Linked DNA regions of Sus scrofa: region 1 is linked to region 2. Evidence: chromatin contacts called from public HiChIP or PLAC-seq data. All regions are on one chromosome and are shown on one strand. The core of a region is the stretch at or near the end of the contact, and the rest is flanking DNA. Distances in the headings are between cores, read along the strand shown.

Evidence for each region. HiChIP or PLAC-seq counts read pairs in DNA pulled down with a chosen protein or histone mark.
Region 1: an H3K27ac HiChIP or PLAC-seq map of alveolar macrophages shows a contact between it and region 2. The contact joins two enhancer-like sites. A contact is called at or near these places in 2 of 47 Hi-C or Micro-C datasets (both in embryonic fibroblasts) and 1 of 2 datasets of contacts at active chromatin or transcription factors (alveolar macrophages).

The regions. Positions count from the first base shown.
Region 1 is chr13:157,250,970-157,255,491 of Sscrofa11.1, reverse strand. No RefSeq gene overlaps it. Among named protein-coding and RNA genes, the nearest start is that of NFKBIZ, 19 kb to the left of the region's middle. Within about 2 kb of position 3,066, at least 1 of the 83 cell types and tissues checked has an H3K27ac peak or open chromatin away from gene starts, as enhancers often do. A contact at or near this core is called in alveolar macrophages, where this site is marked.
Region 2 is chr13:156,917,787-156,922,727 of Sscrofa11.1, reverse strand. No RefSeq gene overlaps it. Among named protein-coding and RNA genes, the nearest start is that of ZPLD1, 230 kb to the right of the region's middle. Within about 2 kb of position 1,872, at least 10 of the 83 cell types and tissues checked have an H3K27ac peak or open chromatin away from gene starts, as enhancers often do. A contact at or near this core is called in alveolar macrophages, where this site is marked.

The DNA of each region.
Region 1 (4,522 bases), core at 1,817-4,316, 330 kb before region 2:
TTCCCAGGGCTAGGGGTCCAATCAGAGCTGTAGCCACCCGCCTATGCCAGAGCCACAGCCACACGGGATCCGAGCCGTGTCTGCGACCTACACCACAGCTCAGGGCAACGCCAGATCTTTAACCTACTGAGCAAGGCCAGGGATCAAACCCACAACCTCATGGTTCCTAGTAGGATTTGTTAAACACTGAGCCACGACGGGAACTCCTGACGGGTTCTTTTTTTTATCATTCTGTCTCCAAGGCTATAACAATGAATCAATTGTTTCTTCCTCAGCTGAAGTTGTTATAACCAGTCTGTTGTCAAGGTTAAAATATATGTTGAATTAATCAATCTTTTTTTTTTTTTTTTCTATTTTCCCTGCCACCATCCATGTCTAGGTATTTACTACTTCATTCCTGGATTACTCTAATAGGCTTAAAAATCTATTTAATTATGGAAAAATTCAACCATACTCAAAAGTAGAGAGAATATTATATTGAACCCTCATGTACCTGCCATAAAACTTTGTCAATTATAACATTTTGCCATTTTTTCCCCTTGATTTTTTCTGGAATATGTTAAAACCCTCCACACTTATACAAAGCCAGTATGTATCTCTGATAAGCAATTTGTGCCCCCATACCTTTCTAATTATTCTTTCTCTAATATCATTTTTCTCACCAATCCAAAAATGTCCAACCACTTGGCATACTCCTACAAAAATGTAAAAAGTTTTTCAAAGGCTTAGTTTTGCTAATTCAGTCAAATGCAAACTCCTGTCTTGGTTCACAAAGCCATCTTATTTTTGCTTCCTGCATCTGTTTAGCCTTACCTGTCATTATTCCTCAAAAGTATCAGCTGGGTCTCCTCACTGCTCAGCAGATGCCCATCTCTAGTCATGCTCTTGCCTACCCAAATTCTGTGCAACCTTGAACGCTCTGCTTGGTGCCACTTCCTTTATGAAGTTTTCCCAACTCATACTTTCTTTCTTCCCTGAACTCTTAGAATTTAAACTCAGTTCCTAGCTTTAATTATTGTAACCTGAAAAATAGGTTCTGAATCACTGACTAGCAGCATTTGTTTTTAAAGACAACTTTAAAATGTTTGGATGAATTGTATATTAGGGATACAAAGAGGTTCAGTCATACTGGAAGATGAAGCTTCAGTTGTAGATAGAATTCTAGATGACCCATGACCTCCGCCCCTGGTTTTACTCCTGTGATATTACGTTACATGGCAAGTAATTAAGGTTGTAATTAAGGCTGCTAATCAATTGATCTTAAGCTGGGGACTAGCCAGGTGTACCTGATCTAGTCACTCAAGCCCTTTAAAAGCAGTGAGTGGGCTCTGGCAGGACATAGCAGAGGAAGTCATATTCTGAGCCCAAGGAGGAGCCAACCCACAATGACTGGCTTTGAAGATGGAGGAAGGCACCCATGAGCCAAGAAATCCAGGTACTTCTTTTTTGTGTGTGTGTGTCTTTTTCTAGGGCTACACCCATGGCATATGGAGGTTCTCAGCCTAGGGGTCTAATTGGAGCTGTAGCCTCTGGCCTACACCACAGCCACGGCAACTCGGGATCCTTAACCAACCGAGCAAGACCAGGGATGGAACCCGCAAGCTATGATTCCTAGTCGGATTCATTAACAACTGAGCCAGGACGGGAACTCCTAATCTCCCCCCGCCCCAGGTACTTTCTATGAGCCAGAAAGAAAATAGCTTCTCAGTTTTATATGCCCAAGGAAATGAATTCTGCCACCAACCTGAATAAACTGGGAAGCAAGTTCTTCCTCAGAGCCTTCAGATAAGAGTTTAGCCCAGCTGACACTTGAGTTTGTCCTTGTGCTACTCCATGTGGAAAATACAGCCAAGTCCACTCAGACTTCTGACCTGCAGAACTGTGAGATAATAAATGGGTTGTGTGCTAAGCTGCTAAGTTTGTGGTAATTAGTTACGCAGCAATAGAAAATGAACACAATAGGTAACACAAGGTTCAAGCTTGTGGAAGAATTTTACACATTTCCTGCAATTTTTTTTGTTTGAGTTTTATTGAGGTATAATTGGTATACAGCACTGTATAAGTTTAAGGTGTACAACATAGTGCCTTGACATACATATATTGTGAAATGATTATTACAGTAAGATGACATCTGCCATCTTATGCAGTTACAAAATTTTTTTGGTTTTCTCAGATACGAACTTTTGGGAACTATGCTCTTAGCAACTTTCAAATATATCATATAGCAGTATTAACTGTAGTCATCATGTGGTACACTACATGCTTAGTATTTATCTTATAACTGGAATTTTGTACCTTTTGACCACTTTGACTCAATTCCCCTACCTCTCGCAGATTTGTTTTGTTCTCTTTTTCTATGTGTTTGGTTTTTTTAGATTTCACATAAAAATATGGAATGCTGCATGAATTTGTGCGTCATCCTTGTGAAGGGCTATGTGCATCTTCTCTGTATTGTTCCAGTTTTAGTATATGTGCTGCCAAAGTGAGCATCTTATTTTTATTAAGGCTCCAAATCAGTAAATTGAGGCACTCAACATGGTCACTGCACAGGCAAGCAGTGACCTTATTTATGACACCTCTTTTTGATCCATCAGTTTCCTACTGCAAGTAGGAATATTTCAAGGAAAGGGAAAATCTAGCTTCCCTATTGCTTATGTTTTCAAAAGTCTGTAAGCAGGTCCTTGAGCAGGGGAGAGTGGATAGGACAGCCTATCTGACCAGCACTGGTATCAGTTCACTATGTGGACCCTGACCATGTACCTCTGCTATGAAACTGGGGCAGATTTTGTAGGGAATGTTCTCCTAAACTCTGCAGCAGTCATGATTTTAGATGGGATAACTTGCTTATAAAATAAATACAGACACTTCAGGTACTGGTCAACAGATAGTTACTGAGAGTGCTTAGAAAGATGACCACTGAAGTTGCAGTTTCCCCTGCAGCCTAGAATCAGAGATGATGGGCAGGAGCTTTATTAGTTTAACGGGCTTCTGTTTCTCCACTCATTCACACAGAACAAAAACACATGGTCAGACACTCACTCGGGGTGCCTGTGTGTGATTCAGAAGAACTTGTTCCTTATAAAATTTATTGCTGAATGATGACTCATTACAGGATGATGATGAAGAGAAGCCTTCTAATTTAAAGAGTTATGCAAGTATTCTTTTAAAAGTCAACTTTGTGAGGTATAATTTAAGTACCATAAAATGTATACATTGTAAGTATATAGCTCAGTAAATGTATGCACCCACATGACCATCAACACAATTTAGATAGAGCATGTTTTTTCACATCAGAAATCAGCCTCATAATTACCCTTTGCAGTCAGTCTCTCCTTCCATTTACCACTCCAGGAAGTAGCTGCCTTTTTATATTCAAGTTCACCAGTGACTTTTTTTTTCTCTCATCTGTGATCTACTATGATTTTTTTTTGTCACTATAATTTTTCAGTTCTAAAATTTCCATTTAGCTCTTTTTTATAGTTTACATTTCTCTACTGAGAGTTGCTATCTTTTAACTCAGTGTCCAAACGTTCTTGATTCTTTGAACATATTTGTAGCAGCTGTTTTTTTAAAGCCCTCATCTTCTAAATACATCATCTCTGTAATGTTGGAACTGGTGCTTTTCCCTTATGTCACTTTGCCTTTTTTTTTTTTTTTTTTTGGCTTTTACATGTCTAATATATATATTTTTTATTGTGTAGTGGACATTGTTGGTGGTGCAATGTATAGGCTCTGAACCTTATTTTATCTTCCTTCAAGAACTGCTGGAGTTCCTGTTGTGGCTCAACTGGTTAGGGACCCAATGTTGTCTCTGTGAAGATGCGGGTTTGATTCCTGGCCTCAGTAGGTTAAGGATCCTGTGTTGCTGCAGGCTGCTGCATAGATTGCAGATGCAGCTGGGATCAGGTGTGCTGCCTGTGGCATAAGCCTCAGCTGCATCTCTGATTCAACCCCTGGCCGAGGAGATTCCATATGCTGCAGGTGTGGCTGAGAAAAAAAGAAAAAAATGTGTAAACTTTTTTTCTACTAGGCAGCTCATTTGCTGTTTGATGATCTTGCAAGTCTGCAGGCTTGTCTTTATGCTTTGCTAGGGAACGCCAGTTGAAAAACTCAATGTTTCCCAAGCTTCTCTTGGCAGATCTCAAATTTTAAATTCAGTTTTCACTGTAGTTTTTTTAAAGGCTTGGTATTAGACTTTGTGAGGTGTCTTGGAAGGGACCTTACCCTAAAGCATGTTTCTAATCTTTTCTGGTATCTCAGGTAGGTGCCTTGTGTGTTGATAAATTGATAACAAGGTCTTACCACTCTGGCTTGGCCAGAACTTCCATGTCTACTAGCACTGTTTGATATCTAGTATTTCCATTCTGCTCTTACCTCTATGGCAACTGTTCTGTATAGTTACACAAGCCTTAGGTAGTCTTGCTATGGGCATGTACGTCTTAGCTTTGAGCCAAGGATTCATAGAGAAACTTCAGTGCAACTTCAGGGTCTCTCCCTTCTCTCTAGCCCCAACATACCCCCT
Region 2 (4,941 bases), core at 623-3,122:
GAATCACTTAGTCTAATACATCATTCAATACCTGAGAGCACACATAATAATGAGTTGTAGAAGCATTAGAACTCCTAGGGATTGAGTCACCTAAGAAGGAGAGAGAGGAGGTACTTTCAGAGCAGTCTAAGGCTCAGTGGTCAGGTAGGGAGGTGCTCTCCTTATTGCATGGATGGGGCTGGGCACAGAGGACCAAATCACAACCTAAAAGAAGCCCTTATATCTACTACTTGTCCGTGCCCTGAACTCTAGACCCTTAGCTATAATTCAACCTGGTCAAAAGCACAGGCTAATTAATTCTAATGAGCAGCATTTGGAAGAAGTTGAACTCTTTGCCCAGGTCTTTTCTTTGGCAAAGCCTTTGCTTGGTTTGGTCTAGCAGCCAAAAGAGAGGATTGTGGTGAGAAGGAAACAGGGATGTGGGCCAAACTGAGCTGACTATGTCGATGTTGATAGACACTATTATATTTGAACAAACAGTATGTGCTTTGTATCACAATCCATTTTTACATTTGAATTTTGTTTTCTTTTCTCACGGTTTCTCAGTAAAAATTCCTTTTGCAAAAACCCAGACTTACAGAGTCTTTTCATAAGACTGTGGAGCTAGGAGCACATGCTATAGGCTCTGGAGAAAAACTACTAAGGCTGTTAGCTCTGTACTTACTTTCTGGGTGTCCTTGAGCAAGTGTCTTTACTTACCTAAGCCTTCTTGTTCTTGTTATAAAGTGCACTATGAGGATTAAATAAGATAATGACTATAAAACTCTTAACATAGTATTTGAGTTCAGTCAATGTTAGCTATGTGTTTATTAATGTTACCAAGGTGAAGAGGCAGGATTGCACCTTGAGGGTTTTCTGTCTTCTGGCTTTTAAGGAGTTTTCTTCATATTTGAGAATGTAGAAGTGATAAGTTCTGCTTTGGGCATTTTGATTTTAATGTCAGTGGGAAATATGGGTTGAATTCAGGAGAATTCAAGGGTCTAGAGTTCAGGAGAGGGATGAAGCAGAAGATTTGAATTTGTCTATCAAAATACAGAGATGGTCAAAGAGAATGCTCAGGAAACATGTTTGAGAGGAAAAGCCGTATTTGCAGGATATCTGCCTTCCATATTCAAGGGTTATCAGAAGAAAATAATGGTGGAGTGGATCAGAGGGAACAGCCAGAGAAGAATGGAAAACCAGGATAGAAGAATGTTGAGGAAGTCAGAGGAGACATGTTTGATGATGGAAGGAGTGGCCAAGGAAGACAAGTCAAGAGAGCCAGAACTGGAGGTGGCCATTAGAGCTAGTAATTATTATATCATTGGTTTCCTTGGTCAGGGCAGGTAATGGAGCAATGTTGACAAAAACCAACCTGCTGTTGGTTGGGAAATAAAAGGGAATATTCATGATATATTGAGGGAAATATCAAATTACAAAATTATATGCCTAGTATGACCCACATTTATTTTAAAAATGAGAAGAGAGATTTTTAAATGTTTATTTATTTAAAAAAATGAGATGAAACTTTTACATTGGTAATGGTCTTTAAAGCATGATAATTTCTATGGTAATACGAATTACTGATTGCTTATAAAAAATGGAAGTCTAAGTGCCCCCCCCCCGTTAATATTTTCAGTTCTGTGCAGCTTCTGACTTTCAGACTTTGCACCCAGTTTCTGATCTGCATTAAACTCCAGGGCTGAACTCTGTTTCCTGTGCCTGATTTTTGGTGTTCTCTAAAGAATTAGCAATTACCCAGCGCTGGTGCTTCCTGCTGAAGGCTGTTTTATAACACGCTCCACCTCAGCCCACCCGGCTTGACCCGTGAGACACACATCCCGGCAGAAATGTGTGCTCATGCCAGCTGCTCAAGGGGCTGGGACATGGGTACTGTGTTTAGGAGGAATGTGATGGAGACAAGATGTTTCTAAGGAAACTTGGCTAATTAGCCAGTTGAAGCCCCAGCAAAATTGGAGTCTTCTATGGTTACCATAGGAAACATTTTCCCACAAAATCATTTCCTACTTTTCCATGCTGAGTCATGTCCTGCTTGCATTTTCTCAAGTCAGATGACAGCTATTGTCAATGGCACAAAGACATAAAATATTATTACTGATTAGAGAGTTTTACATACTTGAAGACAAGTTTTATTTTTAAGCTCAGTTATGAGAAGAGGAGGAAGCAAACTTTACATTTTTGGGACTAAATTTTTTACTCACTTCAAGCCTTCATAGCACCCCCATTTGTCTGTGTGACTTTGGACAAACTCCAAACCTTTCTTTGCCTTAGTTTCCTCATTTGTGAAAGAGAATTATGATTCCAGTTATGATTATCAATTTGTTGTGATAAATTCATGTGATAATATTTTACATCACTTACACAGTTGATTTCTTTTTTGTAAGCTTTTTTCAATTCTATCTTTACTCTGAGAAAGTACCTCATCTTTTCCTTGATTGAGAAGATCCATCCCATGATAGGGAAATATCAAAGAAAATACAGTCATTTAGTTGAATTGTAATTTCCAACTCAAAATTTTCCCTTTTTCCCAACTTTTCTGTTCTCCTCTGTGATTCTGAGGCCAGCCTTCTGCCTTCTCTTAGAACTTGATTCTGTGGGGTGTGATATTTTTGAAATATTAACTAGTGTTTTTTCCCCTTCAGATGCTTTCTTTCCCTGCTTTTCTCTTCCTTGCCTCCATAAAAATAACTAGCCCATTATTCACTGTTTCAGGAGATGGAGAAAGCTTTGAGGTTCCTGTTTTTCTCTTAAGAATTAGAGGAAGAGAGAGACCTAGACAGAAATGGCTTGAAGAGTAGGGAATATAACTTCTCACTGTTTGCCTCCATCCGCACTAAAGATTCCTTGGACTGTCAGAACAGAAATGGATGAGGAAAGGCAGGAAATATTGGGAGGTTTCTGAGGAAGATCCTGTCCTGCTCTGGTTCAAGCCTGGGACATTGGCAATAGCTCCAGAAAGCTTGTAGGATCTTAGAGCAGGAAAGCCTTATAACTCACTTTCCTTTAGAACTGTGGGTAGGTAGTGAGACATTAGAGAAAATAGCTCTGTGGTATTATTCTAGCCTGATGGGATTTGGAAAGCCTCTTAGGGTTTCTCACACTGAATTGTGGTGAGGATAGTGCTAGGAGATGCCTTTTGTAACCAAGAATGGCATAGCAGGAGTTCCTAAAGGGGTGATGTAGTAGAAGCAAAGGGTATTTTCTGGCATCCAGATGGACTAGCCCCTGAAGACAAGATATGAAAATGGATGGGTCAGCAGATGTCTGTGTGGGGATATGCCTTTGAAGTTCAAATGCAAGTGCTCCTTCAATTCCCCACCCCTATTGCAGACACATACACAGACACATAGACACACAGACAACACACACACTGGCCTCATATGTATACATCAAATATGTATACATACATACATGCCTTAGCATGATGTAAGATTCCAGAATTTAGATGGAAACAAAACTCAGGGAAAATTAGATTACATTTCTACTATCCCAGTGGGCTGGGGAAACAAGAAAGAGATTGGTCTCTAGAAAAAGATAAAAGTTGTGGAATTTATGCTATGGATCAGTGGGTTAAAGATCTGGCATTGTCTCTGCAGTGGCAGCGGGTTCCATTCCCAGCCCGGTACAGTGGATTGAGAATCTGACTTTGCTGCAGCTGTGGCATGGGTTGCAGCTGAGGCTCAAATTGAATCCCTGGCCTGGGAACTTCTGTGTACCACTGGGCGCTGCCAAAAAAAGAAAAGTTGTGTTTCTTACACATCAGAATTTACAGATTAGTATACATATCTGCCAAGCTTTATTATCTATCCTATTTATTTCTTTTTATTCATTTACTAAGAGACAATTGACATGTAGTATTATATCAGTTTTAGGTGTACAACACAATGATTTGTTATTTGTATGTATTATAAAGTGATTACCACAATAAATCTGGCTAACATCTGTCAGGATACATAATTTTTTTAAAATTTGTTTTTTCTTTGTTTCTTTTTTTAAATTGAGGTATAATGGACTTACAATATATTAATTTAAGGTGTACAACACAATGATTCAAAATTTTTCATAGCTATTACTCCATTTAAAGTTATTACAAAATAATGACTGTATTTCCTTATGCGTCACAATGTATCCTTTACTTTATACATAGTAGTTTATATCTCGATCTCTTTCCTCTATCTTTTTCCTCCCTCTGCCCTGTCCCCCCTGGTAACCACTAGTTTATTCTCTTTATCTGTCTCTTTCTGTTTTGTTATACATGTTCATTTATTTTATTAGATACCATATATAAATGATAAAACAGAATATTTATTTTTGTCTGATTTATTTCACTAAGAATGATACTCTCTAAGTCCATCCATGTTATTCCAAATGACAGATCCATTTCTTTTTGATGGCTAATATTCCATTGTATAAATATACACTACCTCTTCTTTACCCAATCAGTTTAGGTTGCTTCCATATCTCAGCTATTATAAATAACACTGCTATGAACATTGAGGAGCATGTGTCTTTTCAAAAGGGTTTTTAAAAAAATATTTATCCTGCAATAGAATTGCCTGGTCATATGTTAATTTTATGTTTAGTTTTTGAAGGAATCTCCATAATGTTTTCATGGTGGCTTCACCAATTTAAAATCTCACTAATAATGTACTAGTGTTCCCTCTTCTCCATGTTCATTCCAACATTTGTTATTTATAGACTTTTTAATGATAGCCATTTTGACAAATATGAAGTGATACGGTGGTTTTTATTTTATTTTAATTTTTTAGTTTTTTTTCATTTTTTATAAACCATTTATTTTAAAAATTTTCTATTATAAATAATGATTTACATTGTTCACTAAATTTCTGCTGTATAATAAAGTGATCCAGTTATACATCTATACACAATCTCTTTCTCATATTATCTTTTATCATGTTCTATCACAAGTGATTGGACATA